2 separate regions of the Gossypium hirsutum genome follow, and region 2 is linked to region 1. Evidence: chromatin contacts called from public Hi-C data. All regions are on one chromosome and are shown on one strand. Each heading gives the region's core, a stretch centred on a gene start, on an enhancer-like site or on the middle of the called end of the contact. The rest is flanking DNA. Distances are from core to core; before and after follow the strand shown.

Region 1 (3,914 bases), core at 494-2,993:
AATAAATCTGGACATGGTGGGAGCTGAACCTGGAATCTCAAGATTCTCAAAGTCTCCTTCTTGCCATTAGCCGCCTATGTAGGGATTAATCTTCCTTGATTTATCTAGGCTGAAGCTATCAGAAAAATTCTCGGCCAAGATTCAAGTAGGAAGAAACGAGAAGATAAGATAAAAAAGAGGCAAGAAGAAATGGCACAGGTAAAGATCACACATGATATCTTCTTTCTATTCAAACCATATCTTCCATCATACCTTCTTTCTATTCGAACCATATCTTCCATCTCCATATATCTTTATCTTTTTGTGCAGGAAAAAGCTACAAATTCTATGATACTTGCATCAGACACCGTAAGATGGCTTATGGGGCCTTCAGGAACAGTTGTAACATTCCCCAATGAGGTTGGTTTACCAAGTATATTCGATCCTAAGCCTTGCGGTTACCCTCCACCTCGAGAGAAATGTGCGGTTCCATCTTGTACGAATCCATACAAGTACCGAGATTCAAAATCAAAGCTTCCCCTTTGCAGCCTTCAATGCTACAAGACAATGCATGAAAAGATGTCTGCCCTTACTGCCTGTTAGTGAAATGCACTACCAAAACATCATTTCTGTGTGTATATAAGTTGTGTAAGGGATAGTTTATTTATGATACAATGCTAATATATGGAGTATAGGAGAGAGGGTTAGGTTACATACAATTCAATAAGGACTTGAATGTCCCATTTGTACACTACAGTATAGTGTTGTGATATTTGTATGAACCCATTTTGTTGAATATGATATAGTTGAGATTGAGAGAGCTGAGATAAATTGTTCTAAAAATAATGTATGTTAACGGGTTTCATGTTTATCTATTTACAATGAATGTCCTTACAAGGTTATCCTTTATCCCTGTAAGAAACATGAATTTCTAATTATTAATACTTTTATCCCAATCATAAACATGACTTTCTAATCATGGATATGGTTGAATTCCTATATGCCATTGGTAAGACATATTACTTTTCCAAGAGAAAATATGAGTTTAAATTTTGGAGACAACGTTGTTACAAGTAGTCACAAACTTCAGAAAGATGGATATAGAGAATACTAAAACAAAAAATAATATGTTGCGATTTCGCTCAATGTTTTTATTTTTCTATTTTCCTTTCTTCTCTTAAGTTTTATTTACTACTCTTAATTATTGTTTTTTTTAATAAAATATTGAACTGAAACTCAAAATGATCCATATTGCAAGTATTGTATCATATTGATTTCTTTTTTTTTATTCTCCATATCCATCTTACCATCCATTTGTACTTCAATGTTATTCATTAAAAAAAAAAAAAAGCAAAGACGAAAATGTTTTCCATTCCTTGAAACCAAATGAAACAAGGTAAATAAAATAAATACAAACAATAGCATTTTAAATTCACTTCTGGAATATTTTATTCTACTAGGTCAAATAATTATCCCATGCCTAAAACCCAAATTTTATAAAAAAATTAAAATTAATAAATTAAAATTTTGAGCAGATTCTTAATTTTTTTTATCAATTTTGAATAGTTTAATTTATATAATTAAATCCTCCTACATTCGATTTTCAGTTTAACTAATTAAATAATGGATTCAGTCCATAATTTACAATCATGACACACAGGAATATAGCAATACAAAGGATGGGTTTGTTTTTTATGGGCTTTATTTTAGGCCCCAAAGCTCCACGTCTATAAATCCACAAATAAAAGGACTTGAAGCTCAAATCGAAGTATTTTTTGTCAGCCTCGTCGACTCTGGTTCTGGAGTTTGCTCACTGAAAACTTAACAGAGCAAAGCAAATCCGCACTCTTCCAGAATCTTCCCTAGCCAACTTTTCCTCTAATCTTTTCGATGGCAAGCAAGCACAGCCGTGATCAAGCCATGGTATTTCACTTCTTCTTTTTGCTTTTAATGGGTTCTTTTTTCATTTTCATTTTCATTCAAAGGTTCAGTATGAAGCTCAAAAGATGGTACTTTTTTGCTCCCCAAAGATGTTTTCTATGATTTTTTACATTTATTGCTTTAGTTTGTTGAATTCATTATGGAAATTGAGCTTTGCTCGAGGACTGTTTAAGTTAATTAGATAGAAGAGTTGATTTGTATTCAAGCTTAAAGGTTTGACCTTTGGAATTTGGATTACTGAAATACTATTTCTTATTAGTTATCATCTGGGTTCTCTTTGTGTTCTTCTTCCTTTTAGGATTTCCAGGGCTTTTTAAATGACTTGCAGGACTGGGAACTTTCGCTCAAGGACAAAGGCAAAAACAAGAAAATGACATCTCAGGCTTCTGGTAAAGAACAATTGGTAACTTTTCAATCCTCACATTTTATTTAAGTATCGGACTAATGTGAAGGGATAAAGAAAGTTCTGATAATTTGATGTTGTGGAATCTTACATGGTCTCATTGTCACAGAATATCACTGAGAAAGGAAGGCCAACTGGGAAGAGGTCCCTGAATAGTTCTTCGTCAACTACCAGTTCCGAGCAATATGATTATTTGAAGAATTATGATAAATGGAGCAATTTGTCAACTAGCTTTGTGACTGAAGAGAATATGCCTGATGCTGCTTCTGAGAAAGAACTGGTGAGAAGTTCAGTTTTTATACATTTTCCTTTTGACCAATGTCTGAGCTATATTTGGCGTTGACTAGAGTAAAATGCTTTGAAATTTTTGCAGGGAAATGAATATTTTAAGCAAAAGAAATTTAAAGAAGCTATCGATTGCTACTCAAGAAGCATTGCCCTGTCTCCAACAGCTGTAGCTTATGCAAATAGGGCTATGGCTTATCTTAAGATCAGAAAGTATGCCTGACACTCTTTACATGATGTTCACTTATATTGGTAGCCTCCTGTAGTTCTATTGTTTTCTTTTAATGGCCAAATGTTTGTGATTGGCTTGCTGCATGAGTAATATATTTGATGAGGAAATAACATGAAAGTTATTTTTATTCTCTCTTTAGATTTCAAGAGGCTGAGGATGATTGTACGGAGGCCTTAAATCTTGATGATCGCTACATAAAAGCATACTCCCGTCGAGCAACGGCTAGAAAAGAACTTGGGAAACTTAAAGAATCCATTGAAGGTATGTTGAGTGCAAGTTCTCTCTTGGATTAACTCCTAAGCTGATTCATATCTACTGCTTCTATTTAAATTTGATAGATCTTATATGGTGGACGTAGTTGATTGCAGATGCCGAGTTTGGCCTGAGGTTAGAGCCTAATAGTCAAGACATGAAGAAACAGCATGCAGAGTTTAAAGCATTGTATGAGAAAGTAAGCAGTTTTTGTTGTTTCATCTTCTTCTATATACCTTCTGAATTTTAACTTTGAAATAGCTCAATGACCTAAAATTATCTAGAAAAAGTTGTGGTTGATCATAAAACTGGTTTAGAATCATGGATGTTAACCAGGCCATGACTGAGCTGAAGGCATGCAGCCTTCTCCTTTTCTTTTAGTTTTCTTAGCAAATTGATGGGGATGGTTATTGGAAGATTTTCTATATTGTTATTATTTCTTTGTTTCTCTAAGCAATCAATTGGTTTTTCTCATTGTAATTTTCATCAATCCCAGGAGATTCTGCAGAAGGCATCAGGGGTTATAAAAAAGTCTATGCAAGGACCTCAGGAAGTAGGGAAGTCTGCGACAATATATAATGGACTTGGGATGCATACTATGTCAGATAGTACACAAAGGAAAGGAATCGCTGCAGCTCAAGGGTCTCAAACTAAGGTACCAGCTTTTAGAACTTCTTTTTCCTTTTTTAACAGTTGGTATTTAAAAAAAAAAAATCAAGGATGTTTATATGTTGAGGATGAAATGGTTTTGGAGTTTCACTGATATTCATAAATAGAGTTCTTGTAACAATTTCTCGTTTATCTGGTAAACCTTGGTAACTA
Region 2 (3,914 bases), core at 766-3,265, 160 kb before region 1:
ACAAGAATAGATGCAAAATTAGTACCTGATGACCCTCTTTTACAAGGAGTCTTGATAAAAACACACCAATGAACCTAGTGCCACCCATTATGAGAATCTTCTTGGTGCTGGATGCTGCAACATGCAATGCACCTTTTGGCTGATATACCTTTCTTTTGTACTGCAACCAGGTGTAGAAAAAGAGAGCAATTGCAAAAAAAAAAAGTTTAAACTTTCCCTAATTTCAACCACAAAGGAACCAACTTTACAATAGAGATAGAGAGAGAGGGACCTGGATTTGGCAGAGCTTGGTGCCATTGAAGTGGGAAAGAGAGGAAGAGAGGAGGGAGATGGGAGGCTGCTTTGTTGGCTGCAACACCACCAGCTTTGACATGGCTTTTTTGCCTTTTGCTTTGCTTTGAGTTAGTAACTGAAATTTGAAACAGGTGTTGTAGCACTTTGTTTTTATGGCCCTCACCAAGTGTATAACAAGTGATGAGGATAAGCCAACAACGTCCTACCACACCATACCTTGGTTATATCCACAGCCTCTCATTCTATTGGACCATGTATCACCACTGTTTTAATGCAAATATAATTAATTAATTAAAATTTTACTTTTAATTTTAATAAAAATCAATAATATATTTTAAAACAATTATAAAACTAGTTAAATATTTTTGTCTTTATTTTTTATTTTTTATCAGTTCTTAATTACTCGCTCAAAAATTTATGTGCTATTTCCATTCTGATCTAACCTGCTAAAAAATTTATTTTATTATTTTATTTTTTAAAGGACCTTTTTTCTAGCAATATATTCTTTTAAAAGACTAGTAATTAAGTGTTAGTGCATAATTATTATTTTTTTATATTTAAAAGAAAATTAAAATTCAGGATCCTAAATTTGTACTAAATATTAGTTGAATCCATCACACCCAATATTTTATAAGTGGGTTGAGTTTTAGTTTAATAAATAAGTATATTTTTATCAATACATAACAACGTAAATGAAAGTGCGCTGAAGCATATTATCTTCCTATTTATAAATTGAAAAGAGATTATGGATAGTTCCAGGTATTATATAAAGGAAAATAGATATAATCATATCCTATAATGAGATTATTCAAAAAAAAATATATCTAATTTTACATGGATTATCCATGTCGTCCATGTTAGAGTATTCAAGGGCTGAATCGTGTTTGAGTTATTTATTTTATATTAGTTTAGAAAATATATAATTATTAATTTATAATACTTTTATTATTATATGTTTTTTCTTTTGTTAACATTTTAAATATAAACATATATTTTAAATATTTAAATTTACCTATTATATAAATTACAAGGCAAACAAATATATTATAAATTTCAAAATGAGTCAAATTATCTCGCACACAATCCTTAAATAATAGAGCTTGAACTTAATTTATATTTAAAACGGTTTTAATTTTTTTTTAATTATTTTTCAAATCTAAAGTAATTTTGTTGTTGCTTAATATGTCATTAGGTATTCAAGTTTGACATGTTTTTTTAATATGGTATCTATGTTTTTTTATTATTATTCAATTTTGTATTTATATTTGACAAATGTTATAGATTTTGGCATCCAAAGGTTATAATGTTAATTTTTAGTATTTAATTCAAGTTTTAGGTTTGATTTAATGAAAATTAGTTGTTAATATTATTAAATTTGAATTTTTCATGATTTTATTAATAGAATAAATTTAGCGTTAATTGTAATTTGTTTTATTTTGTATTTAATTTGTTAAATATAATCCAATGGATATGATTTAATTCGGATTTTGGGTTGATTCAGTAAATTTTCATAATTAGCTATATTAGCTAATTATGAAAATTTACCGAATCAACCCAAAATCCGAGTTGAACATTAAAAAACTAACACTTTCACATTCATATACTAAAATGTATAATTTTTATCAAATATAAGTATTACATTAGACAAAAAATTAAGACAAATATTATCTTAAAAAAATATTAAATTCAGGTACCAAATTATGTATTAAGCCTTTTGTCATTTATTTTTGCAGGGTTTGGGTGGTAAATAACAGACCTGAAAATCTAGAAGGGTAAATATCCCTTGTTTCAGCTGGATCTATAAAGAAAAGAAAACCAAAAACAGATCCAAGAAAAAGTTTTCCCGTCTGCACAAAAAAAATTTCTCTCTCGTCTTTAGGGAGGGAAAAGAAAGTCAATATTTTTTACTAAATCCCTGTAAATTCGCCAAAAAGACTTAAAAATCCATAATTCGTTGTCTTCCCGTAATGGATTTTAGTCAGGTGAGTTGATCCCTCTCTCTGTTTCTCCTTCCCTTCAGTTTCCTTTTGCTGGTTTATCAAATTTGTAACTATTTGTTCTACGTATTGGACTGTTTGACTGGTAGATCTGAGTTTTTTGTGAGAGATTTCGATTTTGAACGGTACCCTTTTGATTGGTTTTTGATAAAACAGATGAAAACTAACCATTTCTAAACACAATTTCAATAGTCAACTCTGGGTTATTCAAATTAGATCCCAAGATCCAACTTTAGCCGGTAAAGATTTCAACTTTATGTTTTCCTCAATGTTTTGGTTGAAGAAAGATGATGAAATTGAACAAAATAGAGTTCCCATTTGCTTATATGGCCATTGTATACTTGTTCGGAACATGAAAATTAGATAGAAATGTTACTAATTTCAGATCCAGCTGTTTATTTTGTACTTGGGGTACTGGTTTGATTGCTTATATATTGATTTTAAATGTTTTTGTTCTTGTGCAGCCTCCTGTTGAAAATTATGCCAACCCCAAGACTTGTTTCTTTCATGTTCTCTTCAAGGTGAATTGTTTTTTCTGCATCTAATTATCTTTGTTCCGACGAATCTGATTTGTTCGCCTTTGTTCTGTGTTGATGTCTTCCCTTCTTGTTCCTTGCAGGCTGCAGCATTGGCTTTTTACATCCTTTCAGCTCTCTTTTTCAACAGCTTTGTGATCATATTTGTGGTGACTGTTCTTCTTTCCGCCCTTGATTTTTGGGTGGTTAAGAATGTTAGTGGGCGCATATTAGTCGGTTTGAGGTGGTGGAATGAAATTAACGATCTCGGCGAGAGTGTATGGAGATTTGAATGTCTTGACCAAGAGGTGAATGCTTTGTTTAATCGAACCATACATTTACTTTTGGATATAACATTACCAAGTCTCTCAATTGTTTGTTTTTGCTTGTTTGCTTTAGTCGTTGGCTCGGATGAACAAGAAAGATTCATGGCTATTTTGGTGGACCCTTTACCTTTCAGTAAGTTTGTCCTGTGGCTTACTATGTATTGAGAGGTATAATTGTGTCCTGAATGATCGAATTCATTAATTCGTTATTTAATTTTTCAGGCGGTTGCGTGGATTGTGCTTGGAATATTCTCTCTCATAAGGTTTCAAGCTGATTATCTCCTTGTCATTGGAGTTTGTTTGACTCTCAACATTGCCAATATCGTCGGCTTCACCAAATGTCGCAAAGGTTGGTTTATTTATTATAATCACAATACTTCTTTGAATGCGCCACTGTGTAATTTTTAGCCTTAGCCTACCTATTCATTCAAGAATTCTTTTATGCAACTTCTTTACCAAATTAGTTCGGTATGGCATCATATTGATACAAGGAAATGGCATGCTGATTGTTAGCTTAATTATGATTTATGACTTGGTCTAGATTTTTCGAGCGGAAATCTTATTGTATTTGATGGAAGATAGGTTTGTGATACATGCGAAAGAGATTTTCGATTAAGTTGATAACTAGATTTCTAGATCGCTTGTATTGGCTTCTAGTTTAGATACCAAGATGACTTTTCACATGGATAATACAATATTTTTCACATGGATACTACGATGATCACAATATCTTAAAAGAGAAGAATAACATATACCACTTTTTATCGGTCATTTCACTGCAC

The links. A called contact is a pair of places that touch in the nucleus more often than the background predicts.
Region 2: a contact with region 1 is called in a Hi-C map of leaf, with 2.5 times the contacts expected there. The contact joins the promoter of LOC121209359 here to the promoter of LOC107886346 in region 1. A contact is called at or near these places in 7 of 34 Hi-C or Micro-C datasets (fibers, leaf and seedling).

The regions. Positions count from the first base shown.
Region 1 is chrA11:113,432,616-113,436,529 of Gossypium_hirsutum_v2.1, reverse strand. LOC107886346 (RNA polymerase II-associated protein 3) reads left to right here and starts at 1,743. Exons shown (of 13, transcript XR_005904479.1): 1 at 1,743-1,902; 2 at 2,219-2,323; 3 at 2,433-2,603; 4 at 2,697-2,821; 5 at 2,980-3,101; 6 at 3,209-3,291; 7 at 3,589-3,747. It overlaps LOC107886359, which reads left to right. Exons shown (of 7, transcript XM_041079932.1): 6 at 109-198; 7 at 310-822. The coding sequence ends at 582.
Region 2 is chrA11:113,589,915-113,593,828 of Gossypium_hirsutum_v2.1, reverse strand. LOC121209359 (Golgi apparatus membrane protein-like protein ECHIDNA) reads left to right here and starts at 2,015. Exons shown (of 6, transcript XM_041079945.1): 1 at 2,015-2,276; 2 at 2,756-2,812; 3 at 2,911-3,114; 4 at 3,206-3,265; 5 at 3,355-3,481. The coding sequence starts at 2,262. It overlaps LOC107886441 (chloroplast stem-loop binding protein of 41 kDa b, chloroplastic), which reads right to left and starts at 548. Exons shown (of 10, transcript XM_016810402.2): 1 at 272-548; 2 at 26-160. The coding sequence starts at 373.